2 separate regions of the Mus musculus genome follow, and region 2 is linked to region 1. The links are chromatin contacts, called in public Hi-C maps. All regions are on one chromosome and are shown on one strand. Each heading gives the region's core, a stretch centred on a gene start, on an enhancer-like site or on the middle of the called end of the contact. The rest is flanking DNA. Distances are from core to core; before and after follow the strand shown.

The links. Hi-C and Micro-C count contacts between places; a contact is called where the count stands out from the background.
Region 2: a Hi-C map of cerebellar granule neurons shows a contact between it and region 1, with 2.8 times the contacts expected there. The contact joins two enhancer-like sites. A contact is called at or near these places in 2 of 15 datasets of contacts at CTCF or cohesin (large pre-B cells and pro-B cells), 39 of 484 Hi-C or Micro-C datasets (the 63-12 cell line, B cells, the N1E-115 cell line and 21 more), 2 of 115 datasets of contacts at active chromatin or transcription factors (astrocytes and embryonic basal ganglia) and 1 of 9 other capture datasets (embryonic stem cells).

The regions. Positions count from the first base shown.
Region 1 is chr5:113,360,220-113,366,944 of GRCm38.p6, reverse strand. No RefSeq gene overlaps it. Among named protein-coding and RNA genes, the nearest start is that of Aym1, 6.3 kb to the right of the region's middle. Within about 2 kb of position 4,099, at least 9 of the 459 cell types and tissues checked have an H3K27ac peak or open chromatin away from gene starts, as enhancers often do. A contact at or near this core is called in cerebellar granule neurons and cerebellum, where this site is marked.
Region 2 is chr5:113,949,173-113,955,897 of GRCm38.p6, reverse strand. Ssh1 (slingshot protein phosphatase 1) reads left to right here. Exons shown (of 15, transcript NM_198109.5): 10 at 52-180; 11 at 2,599-2,645; 12 at 3,873-4,019; 13 at 5,312-5,512. Among named protein-coding and RNA genes, the nearest start is that of Gm52826, 23 kb to the left of the region's middle. Within about 2 kb of position 4,102, at least 82 of the 459 cell types and tissues checked have an H3K27ac peak or open chromatin away from gene starts, as enhancers often do. A contact at or near this core is called in cerebellar granule neurons and cerebellum, where this site is marked.

The sequences.
Region 1 (6,725 bases), core at 2,850-5,349:
TGTCAGCCTTCCCGGGTCCAGTGGTCTCAGGAGTGATGGCCTAGAGGAAAATTCTACCTCACGTGCTTCAGAAGCCTCTGTGTTCTCCGGGCTTTGTCTGTTGTGTGCCCAGCATGTAAAGGCAGCTCAGTAAACAGCCACATCTCTAGGCAGCAGGATAATTGGGCATCTCAGGCATTTGGAGTCTCGTAAAACCTTATGTCTGATTGAACAACCCCTGCCTACGTGTGTACTGTGGGTCATCCCAGTCATTTTCCGGAAAAAAACAAAAACAAAAACACGTGTTTGCATGTGTACGTGTGTGTGAGAGTGTGTGTTTGAGCGCTGTGTGCACAAGATATGTGTGTGATGTTGCATGAGTCCTGGCATGCATATGCCACAGCACATGTGTGGAGGTCAAAGGACGGTCTTGGGTGTCAGTGCCACTGTCTTTTGAGGCCCTGGTGTCAGTTTTGCCACCTTATATGCCAGGCTAGCTGGCTATCACGCTTCCAAGGAGTCTGAGTGCTGGGGTTACACACGCTCGGAGTACACACACTGGCTTTTGTGGGGGTTCCTGCAGGTTTCAACAGGGAACATCACTCTCATTGGACAAACACCCAAAGAGTATTAATGTTGTGGGGTTTTTTGTTTTACACACGGGGTAGGAGCTGTCAGAGACGATCAGTGAAAGAGCCATGCGCATCCTGAGAGTTGGCTGCGGAGTTACCGTGCCACCACCGTGTGAGAACCCAGAGAAGAGGCTCCTTCTCTGGCCCATCCTCTGGGAAGGGCGGGACGCACCAGAACTTGCGGGCTTCGAGGAACCGGGAAGCGAGATGTCATGGCCGGGTACATAGTGACATCTAGTGGTCGGAATGGGAAGTGGACGTCCCTGTGACGTTGAGGATGTTTTAAGGCTGGGATGCGGGTGCAAAGCCACCAAGAGAGGCCATGAAGGCAGCTGTGGCTCCATTGGTAAAGCCTTCTGTGTGAGTATGGAGAGCCGAGTTGGCTATCCAGAGCTCGTGGAACAGCTCGTGGCAGTGTGCACTTGTAACTAGCTCTAAACACGTGTGCATGGGAGCGATCCTGAATGGACCCAGTAGGTTGTGTGTGTCTGTGTGTGACAATTTTAAAAGAAAAAAAAAAAAAGAGGTCATGAATTTGAAGAGTGAGGGGAACACAACAGAGGAGGGGGGGAGAGGTGGAAATTATGTAAATACATGAAATTCTCAAAGAAATAAACCTGTATTTAAAAAAACAAAAACAAACAAATGTTTAGGGAAACCAGCCACACATTAGACATTAAATAAACACTCCATTTCAGTGTGGGTGTGATTGTGTTTGCAACATTGGATAAGGGATATTTCAGGGCTAAGATTTCCTCTCTCCTGGAACCCTTTTCATTCTGACCTTCATGGGCGTCTCCAGAGCCAGTTCTTTCCCAGTGACTTTTGAATTTTTGAGGTCACTTTCTGGGTCTCTGCATTTTCTGTTTCATCTTAAAGGAGGGTGAAGAACACCTTAGCGGGTTGGGGAGTTCTTGACAGCCCTTTCGAGAAGCCATATGCCACACAGGTATTTGAAAAGACATGGCTAAGCTCACGGGTCTGCACCTTCAGTTTCTGTGGTCCCAGAGGAGGGGGCAGAGTATGCGGGTGGCAGACAGATGCCACAAAGAACAAATGGTGATCTGAAATCGTACACACACACAGGATGGATGTGTAACAGCCACCGCATAAGACTGGCAGGCTGTAGCACAGATAGGTCCACCCCGAAGGCCCTCTGCAGCTGGGTTTCCATTTAATTTTGTGATGTGTGTGGTGTAGTGTGGTATGATGTGGTGTGTGTATGTGTGTGTGTGTGGTGTGTGTGGCATGTGTGTGGTATATGTCTGTGTCTGTGTGTGGTGTCTGTTTGTGCCTGTGTGTGGTGTGTATGCATTAGGTTTTTCTATTTTAATGTATATATTGCATGGGAATGCATTTGCTCTTTCATGTGTAGTTAATATTAATCACTTACCACCAGCTGCTAGCAAAATCTTCTTGTAGCATAAGCACATTGTAGGACAACTTTACGCAGAGGCAGAACTTCGAGGATCGCACGGATGTCCCCTTAGTCACCTGCCATCACTCCCTTGATTCAGGTCCCATGCTGGGTCTCTACTAGACACAACTGCCCAGTGGACACTTGTCACCTGTCTCATGTGGCTGTTGCTCTAGAGACTTTAGTGACTGGAGTCAGTTTGTCCCTCCCTCTGGAAGGCGTCATGGCAGCAGTATGACCCAAGGTCACCTATGACCACTCAGATGTCGGCCCTTCACACCTCCGAGCCAGCATGCTGGTATGGAGTCCACACTTCCTGTGCCCCTCCCTGAGGCTCGTCAGTGCGCTGCTCCGTTTCCATCGGGAAGGCTCTGCTTTCGCTCTCTCCTCCGTTCTCTTATCGTGGAAGCCCGGCTTATTCTTTTGCCCTGGAGCCCAAGGTCTTCCAAGAATACACTGATTCCGCAGCTCTGGTCAGCACCCAGTGTGCTCTCAGGAAACAAGGCCCCAGCATCATCTCCTTGGCAGAAAGACTATGAGGGATGGGCCTTCATGTTTTCTCCCTGCCGTTGTTTTGGGTTTCCCTGCTGGTACTCGGTCAATTCTCCATCAGATTTCACCTCCCTTCTCCTGTAAAGAGTGCTCCTCACAGAGTTTCTTCCACCCGAGGACTCAATCCTGACCTCAGTCTGTCCACTCCCGAGTTTCTCTCACCCTGCCTAGCCAGAGCCTTTCTACCTTACTTGCCATTGATCTCTTGTTTTTGGAAAGAGTCCACCTCCTGGGAAATATGTCCAGTGAGAACTGGAACTGTCCGTGCAGCGTTCTTGCCTGACCTACTGTTTTTCTGACACTTGGTTGTGGTGGTGGTGGTGGTGGCGGTGGGGTTGTGGGTTCAGAACCCGCAGTGACACCTTTCCCATCTGTCCACGCTCTTGTGTGATGTTGTTCTGCCACACTCACAGACACTCCCCCAGCCTTCTCAGATCGCGATTCTCTGGCCCTATGTTCCTGCCCTCCTCAGTTGTGATCTGGCCCCTGGTTCTGGTCCCTCAGGACGAGACCAGGCTTTGGGAGAGGACCAGTGCTGACATGGGACGAGAATCTACGGCCGTTCCCAGCAGCAGGTATTGTTGTCAGGGTCCAATATATCATTAGTGAGAGTCTAATATACATTTAAAAAAAAACTCTTCCCTAAGGGTTGGGTTGTTTTTTTTTTTTTTTTTTGGTTTTTTTTTTTTTTTTTTTTTGTAAATATTTTATTCTATAGACTGTAGCTGTCTTCAGACACACCAGAAGAGGACATTAGACTCCATTACAGATGGTTGTGAACCACCATGTGGTTGCTGGGAATTGAACTCAGGACCGCTGGAAGAGCAGTCAGTGCTCTTAACAGCTGAACCATCTCTCCAGCCACCCCCCGCACCCCAACCCCAGCCACCTCTCCTTTAGCCTCGGGATCCCTTGGCCTTTGAATCTGTTGGTAATTTATTGGTTTGATTGTAAGACTTATCTCCTTACCTGGAGACGCGCCATGTGCAGATTGCCTTGGCTTGAGCTACTGGGACACAGTCATGTTTGCATCTTATTTGACTTCTTCAGACTCCCAACACTCATGAACACCACCACATCTGCCTGGGCACCCAGTTGCAGTGGCGAATGGCTTTGGTTCTTTTAGGCATAGTGACTCGCCTTGATGGCCACAGCGACTCACTCATCCCTAAACCCTTACCCACATCACAGGAGAGCCCTCTGAGGAAAAGGTGGAATAAGAGGCCACTATACTGGCTGATTTTCAAAATTCATGTCCGTATATGGGGAATGAAAACCAACACGTTAGCCCCAAATGCTGAGGTGACACTCATTGCTATAGGCAGGGGCTCTGTCTTTTCCACAGCGTCTGTGAGCCCTGAGCACATCATGCCAGATGAGCTGAGGTGGTGCAGAGATGCTGAGCTCACTCGGCTGCACAGACTCATGTTTGGGATCTAAAGCCACTGGGTTCCTTGTGGTAGAGAATAGAATGGTCCTGACCAGGGCTTGCAATCTGGAGAAACAGGGAGCGGTTGGTCCAAGGTTCAATGTTCCCGTGGCACAGGAGGAGACACAAGTCCTGGAGACCTGGGATTGGCTGAGGGCCGAGGGTTGGAAAGCTAAATTAGAATAATCCTAACAGATGAATCATTGGCCGAGGCCAGCTTCCACAGGACTGGAAGGGACTGTGTTGGCTAGCGAAAGGAAAATGTCACCATCAAGTCTCAGCCAACTGTCAACCCTATGAACCACAACAGTGAGCATGAGGCAAGAGACATCCCTGGACACAATGGTTGCACAGAAGTCAGTAGGAGCAAGCAACCACTTTGATTGAATTTAAGGCCTGGGCCACAGGAGGAAACTGTGGTAAACCTGGTACTATAAACCTAGCCAGGAACTCAGAGGCCCCAGGGGTGAAGCTACCACTACTGTTCAGCTAAATGGAAACAGCCTATACGTTTATATCTGTGTGTGAGTGTGTGTGTGTGTGTATGTATCCAGGTTGGGGCCCTCACTCAGACATCAGAGGAGTCTCTCTGTACAGCGGACTGATGCAGAAGATGTCATAAGGAGACAGTGGAGCCCAGAGTCGCTGAGCTGAGCAGAGAGGCTACAACAGTTGGTATATAGTTTGGAGCTGCTGGTATTGGGAAAACTGGAAGAAGAGACTGTTTAAGCACAATGTTGGGGAACTGAGGGAGGAATGGCTAGGAGAAGGGCTTGGCTCAAAACTGAGAGCCAAGAGAACTGGTTACTAACACAGGCAAGAAAAGAAGAGATGGATACTTTGTTTCAAAAAGCCCACAAGGTGTTTGCGGAGGCTTCGGATTGGGACACTCCCACATGGTTTTCTGCAGCAGATAGTTTGTTTGTTTTTGTTTGTTTGTTGTTGTTCTTTTCTCCTTTTCCTCACTCTGGGCTATTTTGATTGTAAAAAGGTTGAAAGACTGGCTGAGCCATTACAAAAAGTATACAAGGCTCAGGGCAAGTTTTCACTGTTTGTTGTTGTTTTACAAAAATTAGGTTCAGCTGTGAGCAAAGCCATATCAGACCCTGATCCAAGTGCTAATTGAGACCCAGGCATTTGAAAATGCAAATACGGAATGAAAAAAAAAGGTTATTAATCTATTAAGGTCGAGGGTGGCACCCAGGGAAGAGTGGATCGGGGAGACGACCTATCTTGGTCCGAGCATATATAATGCTGTTGATAACTGGGCAAGCCATAGCTAAAGACTCTAGATCTCAAAATGTGCAGCGCTTTAACTACAGGGTATATGACAGTTCACAACAAAATTGTGTATGAGACATCTCCAAGGACAATGGTTTTTCTAAATAGGAATCGTAAAGAAGGCCTAGGCTTCCGGGGGTGAGCTGGCAATGTGACAAGGGGTCGCCACTGGACCAATGAGTGTAGATCCAAAAGAGACCCAAGGCAATTTCTTGCCATCAGGAAACAAAATGGGAGCCCCACACAGCAGAAAGCACAAGCTGTTTGCCTCTCGTCAGCCAGAAAGTAACAAGCAGGCAGAAAAGGCTCAACTAAGCATTGCAGATCTACAATGCAGCCCCGCTCTAGACTCGGTCACAGATAAACATCCTACACTACCCCTCCCCCAATTCAGTTTTGTAAAATAACTACTGGAGTTTATGGTCCTTTGCCCTCAGGGACAGTAGGAATGGTCTCAGGAAGGAGCAGTTTGACTTCCCAAGGACTGATTGTGCATCCAGGAATTATAGGTGAAAAATTTCAAAGTAGAAATGAAGATAATGGCTTATGAAAAAAATATGCTTTAACACAGGTGATAGGACTGCTCAGATGTTACTGTTTGTCTATATCCAAGGCAAGGCTGCTCCCTGGAGAACAATCGATCAGGAGGGTTTGGAAGTCCTAGAAAATGCGCATTCTGGCAAACAGTTGTTAATGATCCGAGGCCAAAATTAAAGTTGCAAGAGAATGAGGTTGAAATAGACAGTTTGGTGGATACAGGAGCTGTTGCAACTATTACTTCACAAAAATCTTGGTATTCAGAATGGCCGCTTCAAAAAGTTTATACCCAGTTTCTAGGAATTGGACGTTTATCTCAGCTAAAACAGAATGTGTGGTGGGCTACATATTGATAGCTATATTTCAAGGCCAGTGTGGGACCAGAAGGTCATCAAGGAAAGGCATAAGACCGTCCAAGGCTGACATAGCCGTACATTTATGGGGGCAAGATTTATTTAAAAAGAAGGGATTGGGCCAGCAGATGAGAGGAGAAGGCACTTGGGGCAGAAGATGCCATTAGAAGACAGTGGGACCAGGAGAAGCTGAGCTGAGGCTTCAACAGTTGATACAGCCAGCCTGGAGCTGCTGGTATTGGGGAAACGGGGAGAAGGGGCTATTTAAGGAGGCCGTCGGGGAGCTTCAGGAGGAACAGCTGGGAGAATGCTCTGGAGGAACGCTGGGCTGTGAACCAGGAGAAGGGCAGACAGGAAGGTAAGAGAGCTGGTTGCTGTTCTAACAGCTAGGCCTTTTGCGGTGGATGGTGACTAACATTATTAACACAAACTCACAGTTAATCAGAGTGCCAGTGGAGGGCTGGCTCACACACAGGTATACACACTCACCATTCCCTTGCAGCTGGGGCTCAGGTAGCGTCACGGGGTGGAAGCAGGGGAGAGAA
Region 2 (6,725 bases), core at 2,853-5,352, 590 kb before region 1:
TCACTTCTGATAGGCTCCACCCCACATCACTCCTGTCTGTCCCGCCCACAGATCCGAAATGAGCTGGAGAAGCAAATGAACTGCAACCTGAAGGAGTTCAAGGAATTCATCGATAACGAGATGCTGCTCATCCTGGGCCAGATGGACAAGCCCTCCCTCATCTTTGACCATCTTTATCTTGTAAGAAGCCTAGCTCTAGTGGGACCGGGTTTGGGGGCCTAATTTTGGGACTTGGATTGGGGACCATGCTCAGAGACACGTACAACCCAGATGAGGCTGTGCCTTAGCACCTACCAGAAACAAAGGTAGCTTACTTGTTCCTCTCTGAGCCCACTGAAGGATGCACTCTTCCCCTCCCCCCACGTCTCCTGTGCTTGGTGTCTCCAGACCGTAAATATCCGTAGAAGGCAACTGGCCAATCTTCAGAGGCAAGCAGGTTGCTAAAATTAGCTAGGAGATCATGAAGTTGAATGGAAAGACCCAGCCAAAGCAGGGCAGTGGTGGCGAATGCCTTTAATCCCCATACTTGGAAGGCAGAGGCAGGTGGATCTCTGAGTTCAAGGCCAGTGAGTTCCAGGCCAGCCAGGGCTACACAGAGAAACCCTGTCTGGAAAAAACAAAAAGGAAGAAAGGGAAAAAAAAAACAAAAACAAAAACAAAACATCAAGGCCAACTTCCTGCCCTGTGCCCTCCCACTCTACTGAGTCAACTTGTCTCTTCCTTCATAGAGCGGTTAGGATGACTAAGTGAAGTGCATTCTGGAGCCTGCAAGCGCAGGTTCTGTAGGCCTGGTTGTGGGCCATAACTGGCTAGAAGAGAAAGTGTCTCCTTACGGGAATTGAAGGACGATGGCGTTAGCCACTGAGGGGAAACTTCAGTCTTCATAAATAGATGTTTGTGTATACATACATACATACATACATACATATGTATACATACACACACACGTGTGTGTGTGTGCTTTAAGTAGGTTTTGAGACAAGCTCACTCTGTAGCTCAGGCTAGCCTAGAGTTTGTGATCCTCTGCCTCTGCCTCCTGAGCATTGAATGTATAGATTTTTATGTTCTTGTTTTTATGTGACTCTCCCTGCATGTACAGGTCTCAGGCTATATCCACTGAGATGTGAGAGTCTGGGTTTGAATAACTTGAAAAGGCAGAGAGGGTATGTGTGTGCTGGCTGGCCTCCCTGAGAACAGTGAAAAGCCGCCTCCTCCACTCTGTCCACTAGGTGGCGGTCACAGCCAAAGGACTCACAGCCTTTGTGGCGCTTGTGAAGTCTTTCCATGAGTGATAGTAAAGGAATTTTATGCACGAGGCTGCCCCTGAGATGTGAAAATCCAGCTCACGTTGCTTGATGATCAAACCCTGAGCCCCAGATGACCTGGGAAGCTCGGGAGAGGAAGTTGGCAGGCAAGGAGACGGAGATATGGAGACAGGGATGGCCTTGCCAGGACTGAGGTGGCTGCATTTTCAAGAGCATCCCTGGTTGCTGTTTGTGTTTCTATTCGGTGCTCCTTGACTAGAAATAGAGACGTTTTTAATGATACAGTGTATCCATGTATCCAGTCAGACAGCTACAGACTTAGAAACAAATCATTTTAAAGGAGAAAAAAAATATTTCCAGCTCCCACAGGGAGGTTGTCACCCACAGCATTTTGCTGTTAGTTTGTTGTTCAGTTTTTTTTTTCTTCTTTTATTATTATACATAAGTACACTGTAGCTGTCTTCAGATGCACCAGAAGAGGGCACCAGATGGTTGTAAGCCGCTATGTGGTTGTTGGGATTTGAACTCAGGACCTTCGGAAGAGCAGTCAGTGCTCTTACCCACTGAGCCATCTCTCCAGCCCCTGTTGTTCAGTTTCTTATAGGGCTAGAATTGGAACGTGGGCCCCACACTGGCTTTCTCTGATGCCTGTGTAGAAAGAGGAGGCTGCGCCTGTGCTGTTCCAAGTAGACTTTGTCTCTCTGGTTTGTTTGTTTGTTTGTTTGTCTTGGTTTTTTCTTTGAGTGTCGCCTACTTGCACCACCGTGATGATTATTTTACTCATGGCAATCTTCTTGCCTCTGCCTCCTGTGTAGTGGGATGGTTTATTTTGAAGTGCCCATCATTGGGATCTGTGGTCATTTGTGTTACTAGTTCCTGGGAGCACTGTTTGAAATTCATAATTACCGCGTCAGAGGGTGGGAACTTTTTATTTTTATTTTTATTTATTTATTTTTTGAGACAGGGTTTCTCTGGGAACTTTTAAAGTATCAAATACCTACCAGGAAAGGGACCCAGGGTTCCTTCTGTATCTAATGGTGAGGACGACACAGTGGGCTATGCCCATGGCAGAATAAGAAGACTGGGGGACATGACGCAAACGTCTCTGAAGTTGGGGGATCAACAAGGCTCTGTTTCCTCTCTGTCACCCTCAGTGATGCCCAAGGGCCTCAGGAACCTGCTTAGACTCCTTCCTCTCCCTCTCCTGGTTCTTTTCCATCCTTCCTTCTGCTCTGAGGCTGAGGCCCCACTGTCACGTCCCCCATCTGTGCCGAAAGCAGCTCTGAGACTGGAGTGTGAACACTCACAGAGCTTTGTATGATCTGTCCCCCAGGGCTCCGAGTGGAATGCATCCAATCTGGAGGAGCTGCAGGGCTCAGGGTAAGTCTGCTCCCGTCTTCCCCATCTCTCCAGGCAGCGTAGGTAGCCACTGCCTTGGCCTGCCCGCCTCATGGCCTCTGTCCGGTCTCTGCAGTGGCTGGAGGGGCTCATGTGCTTCAGAGTACTACACACAGTAACCCATGATTTGTAGATCCTTCCTGGAGTCTTAGGTGATTGTGGGGGTCTTGGAGCAGCTGAGTCACACCGGGGAATGTAGGACAGCCTGGCCCTAGGCAGGCTCTGAGCTCCTTCCCACAGCCCCACTCCCCAGAAGAATTGCCGAAAACCATTGTTGGAGAGTTACTGTAACAAACCATTGCATGGACACACACACACACACACACCCCTGTTGGCCTTGTATCGAGTCAGCAACTCTGAGAACTGAGCCACCCCTGGTAATCCTTTGGTTCTTGGTGGGAATCTTCTCGTGACCGAACAGTCATCGCTGGGCAGGAACTTGCCTGTCTCTGAGAAGTGCTCAGTAGCAGGAGTGAACCTTTGAGCTAAGCCCTTCAAGGAAGCTGTCACAAAACCACCGTTCTGTGGTCTGATAAGCTGGCCTTCTTGAACCAACTGCAGTTGAAAACTGAGACTAAACAGAGCTTAAAAGTATATCCTTAGAACTTCCGGTCAGAGGTATCCACCACCACCCCCCACCCCCCCAGCAGAGTGCCTGGCCAGCGTGCGGTCAGACCTCACGCTTTCGTCTTACTGGGAATAAATGCATGATTCAGGGAACTCTCTTGAGATGTTGTTACTTAGGGTGAAAGCTATTTGAGACCCTTTCCAGTTACCAAAATTGTTTTGGTTTTCAGGAAATGAGTGTACTGGTTAAGGGTGGAGGCTGTGGAGTCTGGGTTAGCAGATGCTCTCAAATAGGACAAGAGTTACAGAAGGCACAGTCTGCCTTTTAACTCTTTTAAGAGCAGAGGTTTGGTTTTTAAGACAGTATCTTGCTCTATAACCCAAGCTGGTCTTGAATGTATTAATAAGTAAGGGGGTTTTGATATGACATGGGTTATTTTCGAGTAAGACATTCTTGTCCTATGAATAAAACTCCTGCAAAAATGACCACTAAGCAAAAATAAAAAAACAAACAAACCTCTCTCCCAAAGCCATGCCTTGTGGTCTGCACATCCTTTGACTTTCTGTCCGCAGGTTTTTGTTACTTTGTTTTCCCTGTTCCTCATTCTGGCTGGCTCTCTGGGCCCTTTGCTTCTTTTTCAGAGTTGACTACATTTTAAATGTCACTAGAGAAATAGACAATTTTTTCCCCGGCTTGTTTGCGTACCATAACATCCGCGTGTACGATGAGGAGACCACAGACCTTCTTGCCCACTGGAATGAAGCTTATCATTTCATAAACAAAGCGAAGTAAGTGTGTGGGAAGGCGGCCTTGGGAGGGACGGCAGCGGCAGGAATGAGTGGCGGGCCAGATAAGGAAGCTAACCTCGCAGTGGAAGTGGGCAGACAGGATCTTAGGGGAGGTAGGACTGTCTGGTGGACCTTTGTTTTAGCTACAGAACACCAGGCACTAAAGTGGGCAAGTAGCAATCAGCCCTCTCCATAGGGCGCCCTCACGTTCTCTTCCACCTGCCCTTGAGTGTGACATTGAATCCAGTGTTCAGCATCAGTGCAGACACCAGCCAGGCTTCAATACCCAAAAGCCAATGGGGCGCTCTCTCCAGGAAAGGGCCGGTATATGCTGGTCTTAGGGCTCTTGGACAGTTCCCCCAAGGAATGCAGGCTGTATCCTCTCCTGGGGTAGTTCCATGGGGTAGAACAGGGCAGCCCTGGGGCCCCTCCTTACTCTCCTTTGGAGCAGCTGTTGTATTGGCGTTCAAAGCAAAGACTCTGCCCACCCCCTTTCCCCAACTCCCACTCCCGCGCTGTGGAGAAAAACCTTCTTACTTAGAAACCTCCCAGTCAAAGCTACAAGGTGTATCCTTACCAAACCCTACTTTTTCTTGCTTTTCCAGAGCACAGACTCCTTGCCTGTGAGTTTAGAGCTGCGAAGTAGGGGGTAGGGGAGCGGGGGCTGGAATTGTAAACCTGGTATAGGAAACAGGAGCTTGCCAGGCCCCACCCTAGCTTCCCGGCTGCAGCCTCTGCCAGCCTGGCATGCCTTCACCTTCCCAGCAAGGAGAGGGTCACTGTTCCTTGTGTATCTCGTAAATCAGCTGCGCCTGGGCCAGCACAGCCTTCTTAAAAGTGGCAGATCGGCTCCATCTTCCCCCTGGCTCTGATCTCTCTTGGCCAGATTGCTCTCATGCCTCCAGGCTCGCTCTCTCTCCCCAGGGCGCAGCGTTTTCGTCTCTCTGGCTGGCCCTGGTTCCCGACAATAGCTCATTCAGGGCCTCCATCTGCTGTCAAAGCTCAGTGGCTTTTGTAGAACTCCCATTAACTGTCCAGGAGCTGCCCAGGAGGCCACTGTAGGTAGCCTCACCTATCCCGGTGGCAACAGAGGAGATTCTGGGTTTCCTGCAGCACGCATTGGAAAGCTGGGCCAGGCCATGCAGATTCATCTGTTCTCCCATTGTGTGCTAGTAGATCTCATGGCAAAGATATTTCCTGTAGAAGGTGTGTTAGACCTAAGACAGAGAAGGGTTGGAGCCGTGAGGTAACAGGGGGGTGGGACTATTAATCCTTACTCTCAATCCCCACAGAAGGAATCATTCCAAGTGCCTGGTCCATTGCAAGATGGGCGTCAGCCGATCTGCGTCCACAGTCATTGCCTACGCCATGAAGGAGTTCGGCTGGCCCCTGGAGAAAGCGTATAACTACGTGAAGCAGAAACGTAGTATCACTCGGCCCAACGCAGGCTTTATGAGGCAGCTGTCTGAGTACGAAGGCATCCTGGATGCAAGGTGAGAGAGCACCTAGACACAGGCTGGCAGACGACGCGGGCCAGGCCTGGCAGGAGCTCCCACAACTGGCAGCCAGCCTCCCGGGAGCTGGCTTGTAAAAAACAACTATTGTTTGGGCTCTGATTAGCGGTTTCCAGGAGCGATCCGTTTTGATTTTGTTGGCACATGTAGAAAGCTTGTCTCTCTGGGCGAGGGACAGTACTTAACTGCTCATCCAAGGCATGTCCCGGTATGTGGTGTGGGCTTGAGTGTCTCCATTTCCTAAGTACCTGCTTTATGCCAAACTCGAGGCTGAAGAGGCCACTGGTCTGATTCACCACAAATGAGCCCCGCAGTCTCCCAGAAGCCCAGTTCCATCTTCTAAGTTAAGGGTGCACCCAGAAGACTAGAAATGACAGGGTCCCAGGTTGTTTGTGTCAATGGTGGGGTTATTCACAGTAGCCCAAAGGCAGAAGACACCCACCAGTCTATTGGTGGATGAATGGATCAACAAACAAAGAGAGGCAGTTGGATGAAGGAGCTCCTGATTGTGGGCGAGGCTGCTTAGGGAGCTAAAGCTAGGAAATTGCCGGACTCGGAAGTTCAAGGCTGGCCCTGCCATATAGCAAGGTCCCATCTCCTTACCCCATCAAAGGGCAATTCTGACGTGCAGTATATTCCGAGCAAACTTAGGGGCTCTCGGGAAAAACTGTGTGGTCCCCATGCTTGCATGAGGTCCCTAGAGATGGAGAATGCGATCTTCCCAGAGGCCAGGGAAAGGACAGAGAGAGAGTGGTGGATGGTGTTCCTTCTGTACCATGAACAGTTCCGGAGACTACGGTGGCGGACAATTAGAGACTGGTGAGTAGTGTATATTCTGAACAGTTACAGAGATGGCAGGGCCGCAGTACTGGGACCTGTCCTGCCAGGCTGTGTAGATAGAAGTGGTCCAGGTGACACCCTTACCTCAATTTAAAAACTGGCCTGGCTCTCTAAGGATGCACAAGCAATCAGTACAGGTCCTGTGCAGGCTGACTTCCCATACATTCACACATGCAGCTGATAAATCTGCTCCCCACAGAAAAGTAAAATTCAGCTGCTTAGGTTGGTTTGTTTTTTTGGGGGGGGGCGTGTTTTGTTTTGTTTTGGAGACAGGGTTTCTCCATGTAGCCCTGGCTGTCCTGGAACTCACTCTGTAGACCAGGCTGGCCTCCAACTCAGAGATCCTCCTGCC